Linked DNA regions of Mus musculus: all the other regions are linked to region 4. A link is a contact called in public ChIA-PET, Hi-C and capture Hi-C data. All regions are on one chromosome and are shown on one strand. The core of a region is the stretch at or near the end of the contact, and the rest is flanking DNA. Distances in the headings are between cores, read along the strand shown.

The links. Hi-C and Micro-C count contacts between places; a contact is called where the count stands out from the background. ChIA-PET counts read pairs in DNA pulled down with a chosen protein or histone mark. Capture Hi-C pulls out chosen DNA fragments and counts their contacts.
Region 1: an RNA polymerase II ChIA-PET map of memory CD8 T cells shows a contact between it and region 4, with 30 read pairs. The contact joins the promoter of Crtc1 here to the promoter of Tssk6 in region 4. A contact is called at or near these places in 1 of 39 promoter capture datasets (liver), 1 of 484 Hi-C or Micro-C datasets (embryonic stem cells), 2 of 115 datasets of contacts at active chromatin or transcription factors (T-cell acute lymphoblastic leukemia and memory CD8 T cells) and 1 of 9 other capture datasets (macrophages).
Region 2: a contact with region 4 is called in a capture Hi-C map of macrophages, with 4 times the contacts expected there. The contact joins the promoter of Il12rb1 here to the promoter of Tssk6 in region 4.
Region 3: a contact with region 4 is called in an RNA polymerase II ChIA-PET map of memory CD8 T cells, with 7 read pairs. The contact joins the promoter of Klhl26 here to the promoter of Tssk6 in region 4. A contact is called at or near these places in 4 of 39 promoter capture datasets (cranial neural crest, frontonasal cranial neural crest and liver), 1 of 484 Hi-C or Micro-C datasets (B cells), 2 of 115 datasets of contacts at active chromatin or transcription factors (astrocytes and memory CD8 T cells) and 1 of 9 other capture datasets (liver).
Region 5: a contact with region 4 is called in an RNA polymerase II ChIA-PET map of memory CD8 T cells, with 47 read pairs. The contact joins the promoter of Ell here to the promoter of Tssk6 in region 4. A contact is called at or near these places in 3 of 39 promoter capture datasets (embryonic stem cells, neural stem cells and pre-B cells), 3 of 484 Hi-C or Micro-C datasets (CD4 T cells and regulatory T cells), 2 of 115 datasets of contacts at active chromatin or transcription factors (astrocytes and memory CD8 T cells) and 3 of 9 other capture datasets (adipose tissue, liver and pancreatic islet).
Region 6: a contact with region 4 is called in a Hi-C map of uterus. The contact joins the promoter of Pik3r2 here to the promoter of Tssk6 in region 4. A contact is called at or near these places in 3 of 39 promoter capture datasets (the SN4741 cell line, liver and pre-B cells) and 2 of 484 Hi-C or Micro-C datasets (B cells and uterus).

The regions. Positions count from the first base shown.
Region 1 is chr8:70,437,617-70,441,568 of GRCm38.p6, reverse strand. Crtc1 (CREB regulated transcription coactivator 1) reads left to right here and starts at 1,996. Exons shown (of 14, transcript NM_001004062.2): 1 at 1,996-2,136. The coding sequence starts at 2,011.
Region 2 is chr8:70,806,467-70,810,739 of GRCm38.p6, reverse strand. Il12rb1 (interleukin 12 receptor, beta 1) reads right to left here and starts at 2,291. Exons shown (of 16, transcript NM_008353.2): 1 at 2,122-2,291; 2 at 850-909; 3 at 71-185. The coding sequence starts at 2,188.
Region 3 is chr8:70,474,293-70,478,272 of GRCm38.p6, reverse strand. It overlaps Klhl26 (kelch-like 26), which reads left to right and starts at 1,330. Exons shown (of 3, transcript NM_178771.3): 1 at 1,330-1,423. The coding sequence starts at 1,368.
Region 4 is chr8:69,899,369-69,903,550 of GRCm38.p6, reverse strand. It overlaps Tssk6 (testis-specific serine kinase 6), which reads right to left and starts at 1,367. Exons shown (of 1, transcript NM_032004.2): 1 at 33-1,367. The coding sequence starts at 1,243. The coding sequence ends at 422. Ndufa13 (NADH:ubiquinone oxidoreductase subunit A13) reads left to right here and starts at 1,531. Exons shown (of 5, transcript NM_001382215.1): 1 at 1,531-1,614; 2 at 1,819-2,009. The coding sequence starts at 1,916.
Region 5 is chr8:70,537,316-70,541,384 of GRCm38.p6, reverse strand. It overlaps Ell (elongation factor RNA polymerase II), which reads right to left and starts at 1,710. Exons shown (of 12, transcript NM_007924.2): 1 at 1,544-1,710. The coding sequence starts at 1,678. Gm51534 (a long non-coding RNA gene) reads left to right here and starts at 1,856. Exons shown (of 2, transcript XR_003947400.1): 1 at 1,856-1,917.
Region 6 is chr8:70,773,933-70,778,193 of GRCm38.p6, reverse strand. It overlaps Pik3r2 (phosphoinositide-3-kinase regulatory subunit 2), which reads left to right and starts at 1,482. Exons shown (of 16, transcript NM_008841.3): 1 at 1,482-1,587; 2 at 2,842-3,538. The coding sequence starts at 3,217. 2010320M18Rik (RIKEN cDNA 2010320M18 gene) reads right to left here and starts at 1,332. Exons shown (of 1, transcript NR_029440.1): 1 at 588-1,332. Mast3 (microtubule associated serine/threonine kinase 3) reads left to right here. Exons shown (of 26, transcript NM_199308.2): 26 at 1-77.

The DNA.
Region 1 (3,952 bases), core at 747-3,246, 540 kb before region 4:
GTCTGTGATGGGTTCCCTTCAGACCAGAGTAAATGGCAGAGACAGCTGGTGTTTATCAATGCACATTAATTTCACTAAAGCCTTCTAAAGCCATGGGAGACAGCCAGGATCACAGTCAGAGCCCAATTATAGCCAGGGGTCCCCCTTCCAGGCAGCTGTAGGCTTTGTCTGTGCCTTTGACCTCTCAGGACAATAGTGAGAACTAGCTGGTAGACAGAAGTGTGTCCCATCTCCCCTCTTCCTGGCAGAGATGGTGGTCTCAGGCATTGCCAGGTAGGAAAGATGGACCTAAGTAAATTTGGAAGGACACAATGGCCCCAGTAGCGGAAAGGCCTGTGTCTCCAGCTTCACACAGTTCAAAGTCTTACCACCTTGAGGCTCTGTTTTCCTCTGTGTGGTCTGGGTTTCATACAGTCTCCTTCAGCACAGCATGTGTGTGTGTGTGCATGTGTGCCACAGACATGTGTGCCTTTTTCTGATCCCTTCTACTTCTTCATGTGAAGCAGAGCATCCCACTGAATGGAACGTGAGGCTCCCCTTTCAGTAGAGTGATTGGCCAGTCCCCTATCTGCAGCACTCAATGGCCACGCCAAACTTTAATGTGTGTGCCTGTACAGCAAATGCTAGCATAACGGAGCCTTCTCTCTAGCTCTATTTGTTTTTATTTATTTATTGCTTGCTTTTCTTTTCTTTTTTTTTTTTCTGAGGCAGGGTTTCTCTGTGTAGCCCTGACTGGGTAATCGCTTTGTAGACCAGGCTGGCCTTGAACTCAAAGAGAACTGCCTGCCTCTGCTGGGATTAAAGGCACGTGCCACTATGCCTGACCTTAGCTCTCTAATTTTTCTTTCTTTCTTTTTTTTCAAGACAGGGTTTCTCTGTAGTCCTGGCTGTCCTGGAACTCACTCTGTAGACTAGGCTGGCCTGGAACTCAGAAGTCTGCCTGCCTCTGCCTCCTGAATACTGGGATTAAAGGTGTGTGCCACCACTGCCTGGCAATATTTTTAAATTTAAAACATTTATCTATGTATCTCTGTGTGTGTGTGTGTGTGTGTGTGTGTGTGTGTGTGCACATGCTATGTGTATATTTAACTTCTTGCCAAGGCCAGAAGAGGGCGTTGGATTTCTAGAACCTTAGTTGCAAGGGCATATGAGCTATTCCATGGGATCACAAAGTCAGGTCTTTCTCGAGGACAGCAGGTGCCCTTAGTCTCTGAGCAATCTTTCCATCTTTCCAGAGAGCCCCCCCCCATTTGTCTTTTTTTCTCCGTGTCCTGTGTCACAGGCTGGTTTGAACTCACTCTACAGGTAAGGGTGGCTTGAATTCCCCATCCCCTTGGCTCCAGCTGGTCGTACCATCATGGCCAGTACTGTCTTTTTTCTTAGAAGGCGCAGCACATTTCTCCCATTTGAAACTTTATTATAAGTGTGGTGTGTGTGTGTGTGTGTGTGTGTGTGTGTGTGTGTGTGTGTGTGTGTATTGCTGGGGACCGAACCCCGGCTTCTGTGTGCCAAGTCAGGCTCTGCCCAGGAACTGTACTTTGGGACCCCTGCTCAATTCCTGGTAGGAAGTCTGCTCCCTTCCCCGGCTGTGTAGCCCAGGGCCCACTCTGTTCATGCCTGTGCCCTGGAATACAGCAGGCGCGCCAACAAGTCCTCAGCGAATGCTGGAGTCCAGTGAATGCAGGCATCAGTTCTGCCGTGTCCTCTGCCACTCAAGTCCCTCGCTGATGGGACAGGACCCGGACCGCTGTCCAGCGAACCACGCGCACTGCAGTGCGCCTGCGTAGGCACGCCCCTCCCAGGCTCCCGACGCGTTGCCCAGGCACGCGCAGGCGTGTTCACCCCAACGCCACACGCCTCTCCCGCGCGCCGGCGCCACGCTCTGGGCCGTGCTTGCGCCTGCGCGTTCTCTCCGGCCGTGGGCCCGGCCGGCGCCTGCGCGGTGGCTCCCGAGAGTGGGGGGGGCCAGGAGGTGGAGGAGGAGTAGGAGTAGGAGGAGGCGGCGAGAAGATGGCGACTTCGAACAATCCGCGGAAATTTAGCGAGAAGATCGCACTGCACAACCAGAAGCAGGCGGAGGAGACGGCGGCCTTCGAGGAGGTCATGAAGGACCTGAGCCTGACGCGGGCCGCGCGGGTGAGAGCGCGGGGGAGGGGAGGGGAGGAGGGAGGGGAGGAGGAAGAGACGCGGGGGCGGGGCTGCGGCCGCCGCAGGTGTCCCCACGCCGCCACAGCGCTGAGCGGCTGCTCGCGAGATTGCTCTTTGGACTTGACAGGTGGTCCCATCGCAGCTACCTGAGTGGACTGGTGTCATCTATTATTGTTGTCTGAGGGGACATGTGCCATCATCATAGCTATCAGAATGGACACGTGTCACCCCCCTGATTGCTACCTGATGGTACAGGGACTGCATCATTGCTACCTCGTAGGACCTACGACTCCATCATTGCTACCTGAGGGGGCAGGTGTCACCCTTCATTGCTACCTGGTGGGGCAGGTGTCACCCTTCATTGCTACCTGGTGGGATAGGTGCCACCATCTTTGCTACCTTCAGGGAGAGTTGTTCCCTTAGTGTTATCTGTGTGGATAAGTGGCCCCATTGTTGCTACCTTGAGGGGATAGTTGTCACCCTTTATGCTACTTGAGTGGACAGGTCTCCATTAATGCTACCTGAGTGGACGGTTGTCACCCTTCATTGTTACCTAAAGGAAAGGGGTCCTTTCATCGTTATTTGAGGGCACAGTTGTCACTCCATTGGCACCTGAGGAGGAGGTGATACTGTATCATTGTCACCTGTGCCTTCCTTGGTACTCCTACTTCTGCCGTGAAGGAGATGTTATCCCTCCTGGATAGCTGAGGATATCCCTCCTCCATGTTTGGAGTCAGCATAGAGGTGGCTGCTTGGTTCCCATGCATGACAGGGAACAGCTGCCAACAGACTGGGTGGCTGGGCCATTTGACAGGCATAGCTGGCCTTGCTAGGTTCTTGGCCAAGTGGAGTGGATGCGGAGCCTTATCCTTCCATGTCAAGTGTGTGTCATCAGACTTTCCTCAAGGGTGAAGGAGGTGATGCTGGTGTGTGGCATGTTCTGCACACCCTCAGACCTGGGTTCTGAGTCCCATGTGACCTGCCAGGGGTACTTACATGAGGCTTGGATTCATCAGTGGGCACCTTTGGGTCAGGTAATCTTATAGTCAGTTGCTTGTTTCTCCAAGATTGTGGCATCGTAGGCGAAAGTGAGTGATTGAATGTGGTGGTTTTCTCACTTTCAATCAGACTCTGTCCCCAAAGCCCTCGGGGCGGGGGAGGGGGGTGAAGGGGGGCATGTTCTCCCTCAGTGTATTGAGAAAGGCATTGAGAAAGGGCAATGAATGAACAAATAAACAGTGTATCATCTGCCGGGTGGAGATGGTGGTGCACAACTAATCCCAGCACTCGGGAGGCAGAGGCAGGATGATCTCTGAGTCCAAGGCCAGCCTGGTCTACAGAGTGAGTTCCAGGGCAGCAGGAGCTACACAGAGAAATCCTGTCTCCAAAAGCCAAACCAAAACAAACAAAAAGTGTTACCATCCCTGTGTTACTTACAGGGCAGTTGAGTTTGCTTCTTGTTTCTAGCACATAGTAGGTGTCTGCATACAGTTGGTGTCAAATGTTTGCAGTGTAACCAGAACAAAGAGTTTCATAGTTGACGTTTTGATGGACATCTGGTTTCTTCCTGGGATTGAGAGTGAATGATGTGGAGGAGGTGACTGAGGCAAGGCCTCGTGTAGCACAGATGAGCCTTGATCTCACTGAGGAGCTGAGGATGCCTTTGGATGCTCCTGCCTGCACTTCCTGAGCCCTTAGAGGTTCTGCAAGGATGGAACAGCCTGATTGGAATGTAGTTGAGAAGGAAGGTCTGTGTGTGTGACCAGTGGCGCTCACCAGCTTCTTTGAATCATATAACCTATAC
Region 2 (4,273 bases), core at 1,042-3,541, 910 kb before region 4:
CAGGAGCTCACACACAGATTTTGCCTGAGTGATTTTGGAGACAAATGAGGTTGTGGGAATGGGTCCTCACCAGCACCACAGGACGTGAGAAACATTGTCCTCAGGGCCATCATACTGCCAGGAGCACTCATAGTCTGTCTTGGAAACCCTGTAGCAACTCAAGTTCCTGGGTCCTAAGGGTGAGCCTGTGGGAGATTGTGGCGGTCTGAGAAGTGGGGCTCCACAGTGTACCACCATCCCTGTGTCCCCATGCCTTCCTCCAATCCTGCCCTTGCTGGACCTCACAGGGACAGGGCTAACTTCCACCTCAGCACCTACCTGCACAGGAGGGAGGGGGAGCCCCCTAAGCAGGATAAGCAGAAAGACTTTCCTTTGCACACGGGCAGCCCTCGGCTTCCTACCTGCACAGGAGCTGCACCCCTGCCCTGCAGGGTAGACAGGCTGATCTTTACCTCATTAGCTAAAGATGACTATGAACCCCTAGTGCCCCACACTACCCCTTACTCCCACTCCCGGAGTCTTCCAAGGCCTGGGATAACAGCGGATTGGGGACCCTGTTTCTTGGGGTTCTTTTGTGGTATTTGTTAAGAAATATAAATACTTCCCTTAGGGACTGAGTGCAAATATGTAGCTGGTAATTGTCCCAAACACTGGCCCATCTAAATAACAGGTGCTTAAACCCTGAGACCAGGCTGCAAAGGAGGAGGGGCCAAGGCGACCTATGTTCATGAGTGCCTGAAAGGGACCAGCAGGGTCCAGTCGTGCAGGGGCTGGGAAGGAGGGACACACATGGGGTAACATGAGGCAGAGTGTGGTGTGGCTCTCAGCCTGGGAGGACCTGTGTCGGACCTGAGGCTCCCTCTGGGAACGATGTCTTCTCAACGCAGCAGCCATCACCTGGGCCTGAGGCTGAAAGACAAGCGTGAGTCCTGTGAGCCTGGGAGAGCACAGGAGCGAACATCAGCTTGCCCACCCCCGAGTCCGTCTGTGTCTGTTTGCTATCAGCACAGCAGCCTGCAGACCCACACATCCCTCGCCCACACCCCTACCAACCCACCCAATTCACCCACCCCACACCCCAAAAATCCACCCACCCACTCAAACGCTCATTCTCACCCAACCTGTCTACCCACCCATTGTCCATCAGTCCGTCCTCTCTCAGCCGTCATCCCTCCCCCAGGTGGCCCATGGGTCCCTCTGTGACTGCCAAGGGCACACACAGGAAGGGGGGTGGGGCAGCACATTTGCCCTAGAAAAGCAAGCTGCTGAGGAGGGTAACAGCCCCACAAGTGCACGATCCTGGTAGTCAGGGGCAATAACAGTCCCCGGGGGATGGTGATGTCCTGTGGGGATTCCACTGAGGTGTTCCAGCACCAGGGTCTCCCTAGAAGCCTATGTAGACACAGAGTGTAGACACACCAGGCAAGGACGCCAGCCTAACTGGAAGCATGTCAAGATTGTCCGGTGAAATTGGCCTTTTGGATTCTAAGGTGAGGGTCTTCTTCCCTCCCCTGGTGACCCCAGCCCTGCAGCCTGAAGTCATGCTTCCCTCTCTGCCGCCTCAGGTTCTAGGATGGTAGCCCTCTGTAGGAGGGGCCCTTGCCTCTTGCTATGAGTAGCACATGGTATCCTCCAAAGGCCTGCAGCTCTTTTGCTGGGGCAATCCTGACTGCTATCCCTGGAGCCAACAAGCTACAGATGCCTGGCCTACAGAGGAATAGAGAGGCATAGAGAGGCATAGAATTTGCCCAGAGTCACACAGCAGCCATGACTGAGGTGGATCCACGGGGCCCCGGCCCTTCTCAGCCTGGTCCAGGCGTTGTCCTGATAGGCACGGCCTGTGCATATCCCATGTATGAGAGTCTATGGCAAGCTGTGTGCAGAACATGCAATCTTCCATGTGTCTGCCATCCCTTGAGCTTTTCTTGTTTAAGAAGATGGGAGATTGGAATGGGTCAGACTCCTCTGAGAGGGGAAACTCAAACCCGGACTTAAGTTAGATCCAAGGCCACAAGGACAAAGAGGAAGACGGCCTCAGAAACCACCAGGCCATGGAGCCTGTAGGCTGCCAGGGACCCCTCCCTACCCAGGAGAGTGGTGCAAGGATTGGTGGGGACTCACCGCCTAGCTGGCAAAGCAGGAGGAAGGTGATGTGTTTGCTGGTCCCTGCCAGCCCCATCATGTCCATGAGGAGCCGAGTCGTGAGGCCCCAGGAACTTCTGCAGGGCTGAAGGGGCCCAGCCGCCTTGTCCACGCTCAGAAACACACTGACACTGAGAGAGAAAGAAAGTGAAGAGGGGGAGAAGAAAAGAAAGAAAAACTCATTGTCTCCAGGCCAGTCAAAGTGAAAGCAAAAGCCAGGAAGTCAGCCCAAAGGTGGGGGCCCCTCTGCACTACAAACCCACCTTGGGGTGAGTAAGCCTAGAAATCTCTTGGAGGGTTTTTTTTGGGGGGTGGGTGGGGGGTGGGGACAGGGTTTCCTGTAGCTCAGGATGAACTTAAATTTACTCTGTGGCTGAGGCTGGCCTTGAACTCCTGCCCTCACATCCCTAGTGCTGAGATGACAGGTGTGTATCACACCTCTCCTGATCCAACGGGGACTGGGGATGGAGCCCAGAGCTTCCTGCATGCTGTGCAGATAGATGCTCTAGAAACTGAGCCCCCACCTGCAGGTTGCATTTTAAAGTCCATTTTCTAGTACAGGGAGGTTGAGATAAGGGATGGCCATGATTTTTGTGGGCAGCCTGTACTATATAGACAAAAGGAAGAAAGAAGGGAAGAAAGAAAGAGAGAGAAAGAAAAAATTAAGTGGTATGACCGTTCTTTAAACATGTCATCAGGGGAGGAGAGAAAAAAAAAGATGTTATCAAAGCACGGTGGTGATGGTCCACACCTTTAATCTCAGCACTCAGGAGGCAGAGGCAGACAGATCTCTTGAGTTTGAAGCCAACCTGGTCTACAGAGTGAATTCCAGGACAGCCAGGGCTACACAGAGAAACCCTGTCTCAAATTAAAAGTTCCAGGGCTCACACAGATGATAATCTTTTGTGGGTTGGGCATAAGGGGAAACTGAGGCCTATACAGATGAGTTCATGGTGCTCTTTTGGGGGGAGGGCAGCTTGGAGCAGGGGCTATGTTCTCAGGACAGCTGGCTCAGCCTGGCCCAGGGTCAAGTGTCCTGAAGGCTATGAGGTCAGCAGCTCTGGGACAATGAGGCTGTGTCTCTGCCCTGGCACACTCCACCCGTGTGACCCACACAGACTGGCTCCCTGGTGCTCACAGGGAGGGACCAGGGGCTGGGGGAGGGATGGAGTCAGGGAGATGGAATAGACACACAGGGAAAGCCAGGTGCAGTAACACAAACCTGCCATCCAAGCACTTACCTGGAAGGCTGAGGCAGGGGTACTGCTGTGAGTTCTAGGCCATTCAGAACATTCTAGGTCGTGGAAGAGTATAGCATGAGTTTGACCTGCACCCTGCCCCCACCATTGTCTTAAAATGGCCTGCTCTCAGAAAGACTGCTATGGCTGACTCCACATCACAGATAAAGAAACTGAGTCCAGGGGCCCCAGTTGGAGGCAAAGAGATGGAGTGATTCAGCATCACGGGGGCCAAACTTGGTTCTTTGGGAGCTGTCCACATTCTGCCACCATTGCCTTCACACAAATACATGTATCTGTCTCTGTTTCCCCCAACAAGCTGCATGTGAAGGAGGCCGGGCTGGGTGAATGGCAGCCAGGCAGCTATAGTCGGTGCTTGGTGGCAGCAAGACCATGGCCTCAAGCTTCTTCAAGTGCCAGGCTGGGGGGCCTGCCTAGCTAGGAAGGACCTAGGGAGCCATGGAGGGTGTGTGAGGTGGGGAGGAGATCCCAAGCACACTGGGGTGCTGAGTTTCCCCTTATTGAGGTCACATTGTGGGGCACTCACACGTGTCTTCCTCCCCCACCCACAGGCTCCTTTGAAAGCTCAGTATAGATAGCTAAGTGCCCAGAGTGCCCCACTTTCAGGAACATTACACACATGGGGGCGGGGAGCAGGAAGGAATAGGTCACAAGGGCCCCGGAAACCATAGCAGAAGAAACCACTGAATGTCCCTATGGTCTCGGCTTCTGCTGCTGGTGGCCCAGTCAAGGGAGTGACCTTCCCTTTCTGTGCCCAAGAGACTCTGAAGCCCTGAAACAGCATTCAGAGAGGGTGTTGAAGACTGAATAGGAGTTTTCAAGGAACAAACTTTGTTCATTAACAAGCATACGGGCACCAGTTATCAATAAGA
Region 3 (3,980 bases), core at 81-2,580, 570 kb before region 4:
AGGTAGAGGGTGTGGAGGCTGGCTTGTGTCTCTGTGGGCAGGGATTTCGGGAATGGGAGCTAGAGTATGAGGGCAGATACAGAAGGGATGGGGATTTGAGAGTGGCATTGGGCCCTGAGGTAGGAGGTTCTGAGCTTACTATATGCTGAAAACGCTGAAGCAAAGGGTTGGAAGTCAGAGGGTTGGGTTGGGTTCAGGCTGGGAAAGGGATATGGCTCGGGGCAGGATGCTAGTGAAGAGGGTCTGTGCACTCAGGGACTTTTGTTCCCTCACTCATCAGAACATGCCATCTGAGCCATCCCGCTTCTGCCAAAGATAAGCCACGCCCACATCTGTGCGCCGCCTAGCCCACACCTTGTTTGCCCCGCCCTTCATGGCACGACCTTCACAACTTAGGTTCCACATCTCCTACCAAGGCTCTTCCCCAACCCTCCCATTCTTGCAGTCCAGACCCGCCCCCTCATTATGATGAGCCCCGCCCAAGTCCCGATCCTTCTCCCAGCCCTGGCCCCGCCCAGGCACCTCCCGAACGTGGATTCGGCCCTCTTCCCATCCCAGGCATATGTTCCCAGCAGTTCTGCTCTTAATTAAAAGACCCTCCCAACCTACCCTTTGCCTCACCCCTCCGCTAACCACGCCCCTCTCGGGCTAGACACTTCCCATCATCATCCTGGGCTCCTTCCCTCCTCTAGGGGCGGCTCCAGTCTTCCTCCACTTTTCTTCTGGTCCAGCATATATCTAACACCAAGAATGACCCTCAGGCCGCCTTCCCCTTCCTGGTTATGTTGGGAAGTAACATGGTTCCATTTCCCGCATAGGCCTTCCAGCCACTCTCTCCACAGCCAAGACTCGCCCCTCTCCAAACTCAGGCCCTACCATACCTTGGAGCCAACCTTTTCTCCCACAGAACTTTTCTTCCACAGGTCTCTTCCCTCCTTTACATAGGCCCCGCCCCTCTTTAGGTCATGTCCTGCTTGAATCACCTTTCTCAGACCCCTCCCTTCTGAGGGCCATGACGTCTTCAACCCTTACCCCCACTTCAGGTACTATCTTCCTTAGGTCCGCTCTTAGGCCATGCTTATAATTCTTATTGCACGCCTCCAGGGTTTTAAGCGCCACTTCTCTTCAAGGCTCCGCCCCAATCCCCGCCTACCTCTTTGGCCCCTGGTCTTTCAGGCTCCTCCCCCTCACTTTCTTTGGCCTTACTCGATGTTCTTCTCCGACCTGCTCTCCTCAGGCCCCGCCCCTGATCCCAAGCTCCGCCCACCACTCGAGTCCCTCCCTCCTTCTCAGCGGCTCCGCCCGCTGCCCCGGGCCCCGATCTCCCGATCAGCGCGCCGCCCCATCGCTCGGGCGCGCGGCGGAAGATGGCGGAGTCCGGTGGCAGCAGCGGCTCTAGTCAGAGCCCCGAGCGCCCGAGCAGGTGAGTCCTACGCCTCTGTTGGCATGCACCACTTGGCTCGGGCGGGGCCGACCCGGGGCCGCCGGGGGCGTGGACGTTCCGAGTCCCTGTCGTTAAGGTCCTGAGCTATGGCGTAGGCCTGAGGGCAGGCTGAGGCCCGGCTTCCTGGGAGCTGCGAGCCCGGGGCTGAAGGGGTTCGGGGAAGGTGACGTGGGAAGCTCCACAAGGACCCTGGGGCCCGGGAGGGAGCCGAGGCGTTCGTGAAGGGAGCACTGAGACCACCTGGTTACCTCCACAGGTCCTGATGGCAGGGAACAAGAGGCCTAGGCATGTCTGGAGGGGAACACTGAGGCCAGTCACCTAGGAGCCTGGACATGTCTGAGGAAGACACTGAGGCCAGTCACCTAGGGGCCTGGACATGTCTGGGGAGACACTGAGGCCAGTCACCTAGGGGCCTGGACATGTCTGGGAGACACTGAGGCCACTGGGAGACCTCAACAGGTTCTATTTGTCAGAAAATTGTCTAGGGGCTTGATAGGTGAACAAGGGACTTGGGCATGCCGTGAGGGGACACTGAGGCAACCTTGGGGGCCCCAGCAGATCCATCATGATGGCCAGGGAGTCTCAGGGACTGTGAGAGGTCGGGATGTATTTGTGGAGTTTGAGCACTGTGAGAGAAGATACTCAAGAGTATAGGGTCTTTCTTTAAGACCCCCTTCCTTCCACCCTTCATAGGGTTTAAATACCCCTCCCCTCACTCTAAACGTTTGAATTGGAGGTCTTGCCCTCAGATATTGGGTCCACGTTCACCCCTTTTAGTTAAATGAGGTCACCCTTTTTCCTGGTCAACTCTGAAGGTGGGTTCCTTGAACTTGGGAATTTGCATAAAGATGGCAAGTATTTTTAAATATTTGTTTTATTTTGGTTTTTCAAGACAAGGAATCTTATAGCTGGTCTCACAGATGCCATATAGCTGAGGATAACATCAAACTGCTGGTTATCTTTCCTCAACCCGAATGATCAAGATGACAGGCATGCATCTCTATTCCTGTGGTGCATGCTAGGTGAGGACTCTACTACTGGGTCATATGCCTGCCCTCTACCCATCCTATTTTTAAGATAGTGACTGATTTGTATAGCATAGGCCAACCTTGAACTCAAAAACTTTCTGTTGCAATACATTTTTGTGAATTGATCTGGAGTCTCAGGGGAAGAGCACCTACCGGTCTTAGGGAACTCTCTTAGGGAGCACTCACACCCTCCATTTTCACATTAACCCAGAGCCAGGAACCCCTGCCCTGAGACAGCCACCACCCTTGTGAGATCAAGGAGGAAATTCAGTCTGTAAATGGTTTGGGAATAAACCGAAGCCAAGGGCACTGGGCCTAATGATAACGAACAAAGTTGGCCCTCAGGCAGGCCGGAGGGCAGGGAAAGATCTGGTGGCCTGTGGATCTGAGTTGAGCATTAGGACTGGAGGGAAGATGCTGATTAGGGAAACCCTGCTACCACCTAGAGGAGGCATTGGCCCTGCCTGTTACCAGAGCAGCTGGAAGCTTCAGAGTGAGGTCAGAGCAAACCAGGGACTCCATACAGGCCATCGGCAACTGCAGAAACTGGGCGCTCTGGCCACAGAAGAGTGAGTGGCAGCACACTGGGGCATGACAGAGTGGTGGCCCAGGACTGAAGGTCTGTAACAGGGGTAGATCATGGAGTCATTGGGGAATGAGTGGGCAGGGCCTAGGAGCCAGATAAAAGGGGACGGCTGGCAGGCCAGTAGTGGCACATGCCTTTAATCCCAGCACTTGGGAGGCAGAGGCAGGCAGATTTCTGTGTTTGAGGCTAGCCTGGTCTACAAAGTGAGTTCCAGGACAACCAGGACTATACAGAGAAACCCTGTCTTGAAACGCCCCCCCCCCCCAAAAAAAGAAAAAAAACAAAAACAGAAAAAAAGGGGGGTCAGCTGACCAGATCCCTAGGGTAAATTTTTTTAAAAAGATTTATTTATTATTATATCTAAGTACACTGTAACTGTCTTCAGACACACCAGAAGAGGGTGTCAGATCTCATTATGGATGGTTGTGAGCCACCATGTGGTTGCTGGGGTTTGGACTCAGGACCTCTGGAAAGAGCAGTCTGCTCTTAACTGCTGAGCCATCTCTCCAGCCCCTAGGGTAAATTTTTTAAAGATGTATTTTTTATTTGTTTATATTTCAAGACGGGGTTTCTCTGGATAGCCTTGGCTGTCCTAGAACTCACTTTGTAGACATGATTGACCTCGAGCTCACAGAGCCTCTACTTCCAGAGTGCTGGTGCTAAAGGTGTGTGCCAGCACACCTGTCTTAAACATTTATTTTAAAAATGTATTTGTGAGTATCGGTGTGTCTGTGAGTATATGCCATATATTCATGGGTGCTCTGTGTGCCTGTGAGTATATGCCATGTATCCGTGGGTGCTCTGTGTGTCTGTGAGTATATGCCATGTATCCATGAGTATATGCCATGTATCCGTGGGTGCTCTGTGTGTCTGTGAATATATGCCATGTATCCATGGGTGCTCTCTGTGTCTGTGAATATAT
Region 4 (4,182 bases), core at 118-2,617:
GCTCAGTGACAAGGTTCCACCGCTAACCCCAGTTGCAAGGAAGAGCGAATTTATTGCAGGTTCCAACCTGGAACTTAGCGTGCACGGCTGGCCCACGGTTTCTCTGTAGCATGGCAACCCACCGTGCAACAGCTCATTCTGCGCAGGCGCAATGCTTCTCTCTCTTCTCTTTGCGCCCCTCCCGGGGCCTTCTCGCCAGAAATCGAGGATGCGCATGCGCTCTCCAGCAATCAGTTTGTGCAGGAGGAATCAGAACCCAACAGCAGGCCTCAGAGGGCCGCCGCCGTGGGGGAAGGGGAAGGGACAGGACGCGTGCGCAGTGGCGCGCGGCGACTTCGCGGGTTTCCCGAAGCTCGCCCTTCGCGCGTGCGCCGCCCTGGCTCTGTGCCTGGTGCGGCGGGAACAGCGAGAACCCCGGCTCCTAGCCGGAGTCCCCGGCCCGCAGCCAGCCATTGCGCGCCACCTGGCCCGCCGAGGGCCGGGCAGACGGGCTGAACTGTAGCAGCTCGGCGATCAAGGATTTGCATCGTTCCGACAGTTCGAGGCCGTCAGGGTAGAGCACGCCGCGCTTCTGGCGCCGGGGTAGGCCAGCAATGTCCGAGTCGTCGAAGGGCATGCACCCGGTGACCATGACGTAGAGCACAACGCCCAGGCTCCACACGTCGTATTTCTTAGGGTCGTAGGGGATGCCCAGGAGCACCTCAGGTGACGCATACGCGGCCGAGCCGCAGTAGGTGGTGCTCAGGTCTGGGTAGCCGTGCGCCTGGCGGCCGAAACCGAAATCCGTGATCTTGACGCGGCGCTCGTCAGGGCTTAGCAGCACGTTTTCGCACTTGAGGTCGCGGTGCACCAGGTGGTGGTCGTGCAGGTAGCGCACGGCGCCCGCGATCTGCGAGAAGAGTTCGCGCGCCTGCGACCCCGGGATGCGCCCGTTGCGCTGCACTGCCTGCAGCAGGTCGGTGGCTGCTGCCTCCATCACGATGTACAGCTTCCCATTGCACACTTCGATGAACTCGAAAACGTGTACGATGTGCGGGTGCCGTACTCCCCGCAGGATGGACAGCTCTCGAGGCAGGAACTTGTTGACGAAGTCCGGAGGCGCTCGCCGGCGGTCCACCACCTTGATGGCCACCGTCCCTTTATACTTCTTGGAGGTGGCCACTTTCACCTTGGAGTAGCTGCCCTCACCTATCGTGCGGCCCAGCTTATAGCCAAGTTCGCTCAGGAGTTTGTCGCCCGACATGGTGGCGCCCGGGGCGCGCGGGGAGCAGGAGGCGGCTGCTGTCGGGGGGCGGCCGGACTCCAATCTCGGGCCTAACCCATGGTGCTTGGCACCTGCACCCCCGTGCCCCCATGTGCCCACTCCCAAGGCCCTACAGCCGCGATGACTTTTATTGCCCGGGTAACAATTTCTGCCTTGTGAAGTGACTGCGGGCGTCACTCGGCCTTGGGGCGGGGACCCTCCCTCCCCCGCCCCGCGGGCTCCCTAAACCCTTCTTAGGCTTTGTGACTCAATCGCCCTTAATGGTCAGTTCCTCGTGAGAAGTCACTGGCGAGGAGACTGCCCACTGATGTGGAACAGGACAAGTCCCTCCCTGAAGTGATGGTGCTCAGGTGGGTGGGAACCAGCCTGTTGCCTCGAGCCTGGCTACCATGGCTCACGAAAGAAAGTAGGTGAACTCCCAAGGTTTTTAGTGCAAGAAACACGCCCGAGAGAGCTCTAGATGCAGACCACAGTTACTCCCTGCCTAGGGCCAGAGGGAGGAGGGACTGACTTCCGGATCGCAGCAAGGCTAGCGTAACGCTTCCAAATTATAGGGAACCTCCTGGGTGACGGAACTTCCGCCACACTCAAAATGGTGGTCGCGCGTTGCCTCACTTCCGCTGGTGGCCGGAAGTTGCGGGTCCTGCAAGTATGGCGGCGTCGAAGGTGAAGCAGGACATGCCCCCGCCAGGGGGCTACGGCCCCATCGACTACAAGCGGAACCTGCCCCGCCGGGGACTGTCGGGTCAGTGTCTCAGTGTCGTCCTGTTCGTCGCAGACCAGGCTTTTGTTATGCGGTTAGACGAGAGAGGGCAGCCTGCGGGCTTCAGAGTGCACAGTGTGAGCGGAGGCTGAGTTGGAATCTTGGTTTTCTAGTGCAGCATCCCGGAAGCCAGAATGTTCATGTCCCCTAGTTTCCAGCTGGCTTCCACGGGCCTGGAAACTAAGCCTGCGAGAAGCACTAACCTGGAGTTTGGAGGCTTTTGTTTTGTTTTAGGCTGGCCTCAAACTCCGTAGCAGAGACTGATCTAGAACTCCTGATCTCTTGCCTTCACTTCCGAAGGCTATGCTCATAGGTATGCACCGTTATACGTATTTTTTTTTTAATGTTTTTAAATTTTTTTTTTTTTTTTTTTTTTTTTTTTTTTTTGCAGATAGGGACTTACTATATAGCCCAGGCTGGCCTCAAACTCGTGGCGACCCTGCCTTTGCCAATGGATTGCTGGGATGACAGACAGGTCCACCCAAGGCAAGATGTGTGTTGATTGTAACATAGCATAGAAGGCTAGTCTTAAACTCTAGCCTCCCTAGTGCTGGTTCCTCTTCTGGCATTCTCTGCCCACCCCCAGCCCCCACCCCCACCGGCTTTCGTGGAGCCCAGGCCAGCCTGAAATTATGAACACCCCAACTCTATGCCTTCATAGTACCAGGATGACAGGCATGTGCCCACCAGGCTGTGTTTTTAAGTTTTTAAAAGTGTTTTAAGTAACATTTAGAATTTTATTATCGATTTCAACAGGAAAAGAATATGAAGAAAGTTAAAGTCCCCACTGTCAGTGCTCAGAGTTACAGAAATACAGTAGTTAGCAACTGGGGCCCAATTGGTAGAGTGCCTGCCTAGCCTTTCAAAGCCCTAGGTCGCACCCCTGGCACTGCATAAACAGGACTTGGTGGTGCACACCCATCATCTCAGCATTTTGGATGCTGAAGCAAAACGGATTGATGGTTAGGGTCATCCTGGGCTACATAGATCAACCTGGACTACATGATCCCATCTCACCCTAGAAGAAGAGAGAGATGGGCTTAGGGACTGTAAGATGGCACAGTGGTTAAGGGCATTGATGCTCTTCCAAAGGACCTGAGTTTGCTAACTCCACCTTCTACAAATTCAGATTTTTAGATTTTAATTCATCAGACTTTAATGTGCATATTATAGAAACTGTGCCTCAACTAAGCAAACAAAATGTTCTGGTCCTGTGTGATGGCTCACCTGTGATTCTAGACATGAGAAGCAAAGATGGGTCACAACAAGTTCAAGGCTAGCCTAGGCTATGTGGAGAGTGTTTGGTTCTGGATTATATAGAGAAGAGCCTCTTGGTGAAGGGCAGCCCAGACCCTGGGCTAGATAGTTGAGAGTTGTGGGCAAGATGTGCCAGGTACAGACTGAGGGATGCTGGGAGAACCTGGAGGCCAGGTCACGCTGCTTTGGTATGTAAAATATGAACCTCTGTCCCTTGTTCCAGGGTCCAAATCCAAATGTCAAGTTCCAGCCAGCCAGGAACATATTGTGAGAAACTGGTTTTAAAACCCAAAAACTAGCCAGGCAGTGATGGTACAAACCTTTAATCCCAGCACTGGGGAGGCAGAGGCAGGCGGATTTCTGAGTTCAAGGCCAGTCTGGTCTACAGAGTGAGCTCCAGGACAGCCAGGGCTACACAAAGAAACCCTGTCTGGAAAAACCAAAAAAAGAAAGGAAAAAAAAGGAATATTTATCTATTTTATATATATATATGAGTACACTGTAGTTGTCTTCAGACACACCAAAAGAGGGCATTGGATTCTATTACAGATGGTTGTGAGCCACCATGTGGTTACTGGGAATTGAACTCAGGACCTCTGGAAGAGCAGCCAGTGCTCTTAACCTCTGAGCCACCTCTCCAGCCCCCTCCAGGCCTTTTGAGACACAGATGGCAGACTAGAATACCCTCCCCATTCCCAGGGCCTCACCTGCTGTTCTGACAGTGAGGCAGATCCTCTGTCCACTTCTCCCTCCTGTCTCTTCCTTTTTTCTTTTTTCTTACATTTTGTGTGTGACTTAGTACAGATGTGAATGCGCCTCTTTTGCACATAAAGGGTAGAGGACAACTTGAGGAATGTGCTTCCTTCTGCCCCATGGGTCTTAGGGATTCAGCCCTTTT
Region 5 (4,069 bases), core at 461-2,960, 640 kb before region 4:
GCCTAGGATAGAGTGAAGCTCTGATGCTGACCACAGATTACACTCCAAAGTCGCCTTGCCAGTAAGTGCCCTGTCAGCTTTCCAGATAAACACAGGTTTGGACTGTCCCAAAACTGAATGCTGTCAGCCACAAGACACAGAGTCCCTTATGGTTGGTAGTCAAACAGCTAGACACAACTGGCTTCCTCAGGGCCCGAGCACAGTGGCCTGCAATTCCACAAGTGCCCTCACAAGAGGAAGACCAGGCTTCGATAGGGGATGTAATGCACAGCAAAATTAAAAATAACAGTATGACAGCGGTGCTGGAGAAGGCTGTAGGGGTGGCAGAGCAAGGGCCAGCGACTGCCACCAGGTACCAAGTTCACCTGACAGCAGTGACTCATGCTCTGGCCCAGCTGTTTCTGAGAAAAGCCCTGGTTCTCCAGGACTAGTCAGAATGGCCCAAGGGGAAAGACTACAGGTTGGAATTCTAACCAGGAAGAGTGGCTGGGCTGGTCACTCAGTGGCTGCCACCCAAATCCTCACCACCTCTTCCTTCTCACCTGCAGGGGCACTTTCTGCCCCTTTTGACAAGGGAAGAAGGACTTTTTCCAAAGAGATTCAACCTGTTCTAGGAAGGAAAAAACTAAAACCCGGGCACGGGCAGGAAGTGGCTCAAAGAAGTGAAGGGAAGACATGCAGGAAGAGGTAGGCTCCCCAGATCACTGAATGGGGAATAAATTCCTGGCTTGGCCAATGGTGCAGCACATGTCCTGGGCAGGAAGAAAACCACATTCTTTCCTAGTTACTCTCTGTTCACTCGACCGCGTCAACACCCCCCGAGCCAGCACAGGCAAACACACATCCCAGACACAGACTCAACACCCCAGTCACTTTAGTAAGATGAACCCTCAAGCCACTTCCCCTGGGGTCCTGCAACTTCTGTCTCAGTGGATGGATGCAGGGTGATACCGTGGCTTGGGTGGGGCATCAAGGTGTGACCCAGAGTGAGGCACAGGAAAGAGGGACACAGCCAGGATCCCTAACCCCACTCCCAAGCCAGGAGGCAGTACCAAAAAGCCTGGAATTTCTCCCAGATGAAGAGTGGAAAATGGAGAGACCAAGTGTGGTGGCTACAGTTGCCTCCTGCTGAGTGCCCAGGGGAGGAAGCCCCCATGGCTAACACAACCACCTCCGTCGGTGAGAAAAACACAACAGCCTTGTCCAAAATATCCAGGGAAACAGGGTTACAAGAGTGGCAGGATCTGGGGCCAGGCAGTAAGTTTCTGTCAAACTACCCCTTCTATGAGTGGATCCAAACACACCTGTCATCCCAGCACTTAAGAACCTAAGGCAGGAGGATGGCCGTCAGTTCAGGGACAACCTGAGCTACATAGAAAGGACCTATTTTTAAAAAAAGAGACAAGAGTAGAGCCAACCTGAAGGATGTCACTGGGGCTGGTCAAGGTATCGCCAGGTGTGGACGCGCGGCCTTGTCCCCCACAGGTCCCCGCAAGTGTCTCCCCACGGCGCAGCCTACCCGCCAGGACGCCGCAAAGCTCACCTGGTGGGCCCGGTAGCTTTCAAAAGCCTTCAAAGCACTGTCGGTGAGCTTCACGTGGAACACCGACACCCTGCTGCCGTCGCTCACGCGCCCACACGACAACCCGTAACTCCTAGCCTCCTTCAGCGCCGCCATCTTGCAACCATCACTCCCCCGCCCCCCTCCTCAGCGACTGCGCCCGCACGCCGGCCTGACCCGCCCCGCCCCGCCGCGCCGCCCGCCGACGTGCTGCATTATTCATGAGGCCAGCATAGCCACGCCCCACTCCGGGCGCGCGTGCCTTCTTTGACAGAGCTGAGGAACATTTTGCCTCGGGCCCGCACAGATGGCCACGCCCCCAAGCACTTACAGGCCCGCTCTCGGGACCGGAGACTGTGAGTCTTGCTGTATTATTCAAGAAGAGAGGTTAGCCACGCCTTCCCGCGCGCTCCAAACCCGCCTTCAAAAACTAACCACAGCGCAACTGGCCACTCCCTAAGGGTCTCGCGAGGCCAGTCATAGCCTTAAAACAGCTCTTCAGAGCTCTCTAAGAAACTTCCCTCCCTTGCAAACAACTCCCATGCGCGTGCGCCAGTTCACAGACAGGCTCCTCCTACCTGACGACTCCTCCTGCATTATTCATGAGACGAAGGCAGCCTCGACCCCAAGACTGCAGGAAACCCATCCTCATCCCAAACCCAGCAAAGCCCTCTCAGCCTCGCGACCTGTCGCGTGAGTGTGTTATTTATGAGAAACTGGCCGTGATCTCCGACGTGTTGGTAGACTGCCAGGCCGCGACGACGAACACGTTTGTTCGCAGTTGCCAGCCAGATCTAGATGGTCACTCATATGCAGCGAGCCCACCCCGCCCCCAGTGAAAAAAAAATCACCTTAAAGAAACATATTTAGCCACGCCTACACGCGTTGAAGCCCGCCTCCTCTACCAGCCCTATGCCACGCCCCCAAACGCCCATGGAACCCTGCGTCACCGAGGAACTGCTCCCCAAGCGCTCCGCGTTTGGCCACGCCCCCAAACTCCCGTAAAGCCCGCCTACCGACTTGCTGTATTATTCATGAAGCAGGCGTGGCCACTCCCCCACCCCGTGCTTGCTGATTTTCCCAGACCACCGCTTGCCCGCCAAACGCCCAACTGATACGCCCCCCGCAGTCGCAGGGTCTGCCCTACTTCAGTTCATGCACTGGGCTACATAGTCAGACCCCAAGCTCCCGAGGCCCTCCCCAGAAGCCTCAGCCGCTGGGCAAGCTGAGTTATTCAGGAGTTGCCGCTGCCGCGTTTCAAAAACCAATTTTCAAGGGTTTCCCACCCAACTGACTTAAGATCCCTGACCGCTTGACCGACGTGGCCTATTCCCCACCCGCTCATAAGTATAAGAGCTGACGGTTCCATCTTTCCAAGCTCCTAACCTCGCCGCTACATGTGTTACTCATGAACCCTTAACACTTGAACTTGGGCCTTTCAGCTTGATATTTATGCTTTTTTTCCGCGTTCCTTGGGTGGAGTCTAGGCACAGCTCTCCAGAGGGTCAAGTGCCAGGCCTGCTCGCACCAGGACGGAGTGGGCGTCTGTTGAGGCTTGTGGTGGGCGTGGTTACATAAACCAAGTGGGCGTGGGCTTGCCCGGTCCAGCTAATAGGGGGGATCCCCAGAACCAGGGCAAGAACTGTGGAAACAGGATGAAGTGCTGATTATGTCTGATGCTAAAAGTTCAACAACTGGATGAATATCCCACACGTCACGCGCTGGTTTTCCAATAAACAACTCTTAACGCAACATCCAACACGTACTCAATGTTGCACAACCGACACCACTGACTGTTCCAGAATATTTCTATCAAAGGAAAGCCTGGTCCTCATTTGCAGTTTTTCCTGTTCCCTCTCTGTCACCTGGCAACTCTGATCTGCTTGTCTTTGTGGGTATTTCATAGTGCGGTCCTACAACCTGAGGCCTTTGAGGTGTGATTGTTGTCAAGGATCATCAATTGGTGATGAATCAGAGCTTCGTTCCTTTTTGATGACTATGTAATATTTTGGTGTGTGTAATTAACAGCTTCTCTTACTCATGTGATGATCAGCATCAATTACTGCTGCTCACTGCTTACCTGTGGACACTTTTGTTTTTGTTTTAAGATATATTTATCTGATGTCTGCGAGTACACTGTAGCTGTCTTCAGACACACCAGAAGAGAGCATCAGATACCATTACAGATGGATGTGAGCCACCATGTGGTTGCTGGGAATTGAACTCAGGACCTCTAGAAGAACAGTCAAGACCTCTGAGCCATTTCTCCAGCCCTGTAGACAGTTTTTGTTTTTGTTTTTGGAGACAGGGTTTCTCTGTATAGCCCTGGCTGTCCTGGAACTCACTTTGTAGACCAGGCTGGCCTCGAACTCAGAAATCCGTCTGCCTCTGCCTCCCAAGTGCTGGGATTAAAGGCGTGCACCACCACACCCGGCTAAGCATAAAGTTTTTAACATGTTATGGAGAAGAGGTCCTAGCTAGTCAAGCCATAGAGTGGAGCTGCCAGCT
Region 6 (4,261 bases), core at 233-2,732, 870 kb before region 4:
GAGACCAAGGCTGTGCATGAGTAGCCCTCTACCCATCTTGGAGCTGGCATCAAATAAAGTCCCATGAAGACATCTGATACTGGTGTGTGCATTTGTGAGTGGCTGGGGGTAGGGAAAAACTGATGGCTCGATATCATCTAAGTGAGTTTTGTTGGCTGTATAGGGGTTTGGTTAAACACTTAATCCAAGCCAGCCTGCATCCCAGCTACCTAGCAGGCTGGGATCCTGGCTAGGGCAATAGGGCAAAATCTCATCTCTAAAATGAAGTGTTTCCAGGCATGGCTGTATACACATGTAATCCTAACACTTGGAGGTGGGGGCGTGGGGAGGCACGAAGCAGAAGGATCATGAGTTCAGATACAGCCTGGGCTAATAACAAGACCCTGTTTCAAATAATAAAGCCAAAGGAATCAATGATTAAAAGCACTGGCTGCTCTTCTAGAGGACCCAGGTTGTATTCCCAGCACCTACATGGCAGCTCACAGCCGTAACTCAAGTTCTAGAGCATCCGATGTCTCTTCTAACTTCCACAGACACCAGGTACTCACAAGGCGCACAGTTGAACATGAAGAAAAACACAAAATCTTAAAAAGGAAAAATCCAAAACGCTGGGCGTCATAGCTCTTGCTTTTAATTCCAGTCGGGTTATACGCGGCTGTAATTTACTGAACCTGGATCCTGTGCAAGAGCAGTGAGCATGCTTAACTGCCGAACTCTCGCTGCAACCCCTCCGTCCCAATTTTCTACCCTAGTCTTTGCGGTGAGCTAAAATAGATAAATGAATCCCTCGGAAATCAGCCGAACAAGCTCGGCAACTTCTGGTTCTCTCCGTCTCGCCAGAGTCTGTCCGTATTTCCGGAAACAATCTCGCTTCCGGACGCTGATAAGCCGCATTCTCGCGCGTGTTGGGCCGGAGACACTTCGGCTGTTTCCGGACGCCTAGGGTTGTCATGGCAGTGCCTTCGCCTTCCATTCCTTCCACCAGCGGCTCTCCATTGAGGGTACAGCTGCCGAGCTCGTCCAGTGGACCTTCGGCAATTTCCGGAAGCTATCGGCGGCCTCCGAGTCAACTCCCAAGGCCTGGAGTTGAGGTCGTTCGGTTCCTCCCAGACACATTCCGCGGTCTGGCAGGTTCACGACTTCGTAAAAAACACAAACAAACCCCTGTTATGGCACGTTCTGCTGCTTCCGGAATGGCTCGGGTATCTCAGAGTCCCAAGTCCACCGAGCCCAGCTTCGGACCGAATGCGTTCCCGACCCTTCCGCTTTCTAGTGTTTTCGTGAGCCTCCGACGGCCGTGCTCGGCTGTCTCCGACCAGCCTCGGCTGTCTCGTGGCAAAGCCCAGCCTCCCATTCCCGCGGGAGCACACTCGGCAGCTTCCGGAGGCTTGCCCGCGTGCCTCGGTCTTCGGGCTCCGCCTCGTGTGGGGGGAAAGGCCCGCCCTCCCGACCCGAGTGCGCTCGGCTATTTCCGCCTGGGGGCGGGCCCGAAGGCTTGGAACCGCGGCGACGGTGGCTGACGCAGGGATCCCGCGGCTGCGGCGACGGCGGCGGCGGTCGTGGTGGTGGCGACGGCGGCCGGAGTGGGTGAGTCGATGGTGGTGGGGAGGACCCGAGGAGAGAAGGAGCCGCACAAAACCGGGCTCCGAGCTGAGCGTGGGGCTGTGCAGCCTGCGGGGTAGAGACAGGGTCTCTAAGGCCGGGAGGTCCCCGCCCGCAACGGGGCGGAGAGCGGGACACGACCCCGGATCCGGCCACTTCCGTCGTCCAGGGGTCTTCGGGGTGCACGAGGGTCTAGGGGCCCGTCTGTGTGAGCACACAGACTATGCGTGCATCGTAGGCCCCTCCTTTTGCATTGGGGGTTCCGCGATACCCTCCCCCCATGGTGTGCAGACGTGCTCGGCACGGGGGCGGGCAGACGGGTGGCTTTCTTAGGAGAGGCCTCTCCGACCCTCAGTTTCCCTACCTATAACATGCAGGCCACAAGAGGCCGGACAGTGAGTCACACCGGATACCCTGGACCACAAAGCCTTAAGTCCCTCTAGGACACCTGCACCGGGTCCCCGAGATCTGGGGATGAAGCCCAGACCCTCCCCTTGGCACGCTAAACGCCTTTTTCATGGCTTCTTTCTGAAAGCCTCTGCATCCTAGACAGGCGTCTTCCACCATCGGGCCTTTGCAGGAACCGGTCTGTCTATGCATTGCCCTGTCCCTATACGAGGACCTGTCAGCCTTGCTCCCCCAGGAGGATGCACAGAAGACCCAACTGCAGGCTGGAATGGGGACCCAGGCTAGGACCCAATGTGGGGTGTCCAGCTCCTGTCCCCATCCTACTGTGGCACTAAGGTGACCATGGTTCTTCTTGACACCTCCCCTCTCTTGCATCACCAGAGAGCCCCAGGCTAAGGCAAGCTGGGGACACCCCTGCACCCTGTCTCAACCTCCCCTGCAGGAACCAAGGCTTCTGTTTCCTTGGATGCCCACCCAGGCCACAGCTCTTGATAGGCCATGTCCACTGCTCAGGTGTTCAACCCCTTCTTGGGGTTCCCCAATAACCCCAAGTCTAACTGGCCATGTGGTCACTGTCTTTGTTCCTGCCTTGAACTTGGGTGCATCTGTGGTTGGCTTCCTCCTGATGAGTGGGGTTCTTCAGAGAGCTCTGAACTTCAGTTCCCACAACCCTAGTGGGGACAGCAAAGCATTCAGCTCCCAGCACCCCGAAGAAAGGCTGTCAGTGTGGCCTCTCGGATGGGGAGACTAATCAGTAGTGGGACAGGGGCCAGCCCCAAGGTCACTGGGGGATTCTGTCCTGGCTCACTCCGCCTTGTCCATGTCCTTTAGGCTGGTGTTCCCGGCTGAGCATGGTAGCAGCCTGTGGTCTGGGTCCCTTCGTCTGGTGTCAGGCACATCTTGAAGAGCCAGTAAGCCTGGGCACCCACAGCCCAGCTAATGAAGGAGTGATCCACCTATCCCAGCTTGACCATCTGATGGGTGACACAAGCCAAATAATTTGAGAAAACACCAGGAACATCATTGCACAGGTGACTAAATGGTGGCCTCTGTGACAGATGGCCATCTAGGCATGTGCGGCCCCCGAGGTCGCCTGTGACTTCTGGAAGTAGAGGTCTACAAGCCCACCACACAGGCCGCACCAGCCCATGGGGTCCCTAGAGCCCCGGGGAGCCAGCTGACGGTCCAGAACCCCCCAGGCCAGCCATGGCAGGAGCCGAGGGCTTCCAGTACAGGGCTGTGTACCCATTCCGCCGGGAGCGGCCTGAAGACCTGGAGCTGCTCCCTGGGGACCTCCTGGTGGTGAGCCGGGTGGCCCTACAGGCACTTGGTGTGGCTGATGGAGGAGAGCGCTGCCCACACAATGTGGGCTGGATGCCTGGCTTCAACGAGCGCACCCGACAGCGAGGGGACTTCCCCGGGACATACGTGGAGTTCCTAGGACCCGTGGCTCTGGCTCGACCAGGCCCTCGCCCACGGGGGCCCCGTCCGTTGCCCGCCAGGCCCTTGGATGGATCTTCTGAGTCAGGTGAGCAGACACCGTGGAGAAGGAATGAGTCCACTCAGACTGTTCTGTGGTCTCTTTTCTCTGGTGAATGTAGGGTACTTGTGTTGGGACGCTGCTGTCAGTGAGCTCACCCCTGGAGCCAGGTCCTGGTCAGGCTTCTTATTCAGGAAGTGAGAATGTGTCACTCTGGTGACCAGAGTGGTGAGGAGTTGAGGGCTTAGGCCCTCCAGGCACAGAGCACAACTCCTGCAAAGGCCCCTATGTGAGCTTCTAACCTTGTTCTTACTGAGCCATAATGCCAGAAAAGGTGGGATGTCTGGCCTTAGTGTGCTGCAGAGTGGGAGGCAAGGACCCCACAAACCTGTTGAAGACAATCAGGCAGCCGGAAGTGGAGGTGCATGCCAGTAATCCCAGCATTGAGAAGGCTGAGGCAGGAGGATCACAGAATGTTCTAAGACTAGCTATGTGGCTTCGATGTCTAATGCAGACAGTTACATGGCTGTAGCCCCTCACTTGGGGTGGGTGGATCTGCAGCACAGCTGAGGCCTGGGAGGTTGGCTCAGGCCACGCAGCATCTGGCGTCCCCAGAGCCCAGGCCTGGCCCTGAGAGCTGCAGGGCCCCAGCCCATCCGGGCTCACAGCCAGAGCCTGTGGCTGCCCCAGTAACAGCCGCCTCCCTCCCCAGGCTGGCCAAGGTCCAGCCATCTCAAATGCCCCGCCTCACCCTCAAACCTTCAGGACTGA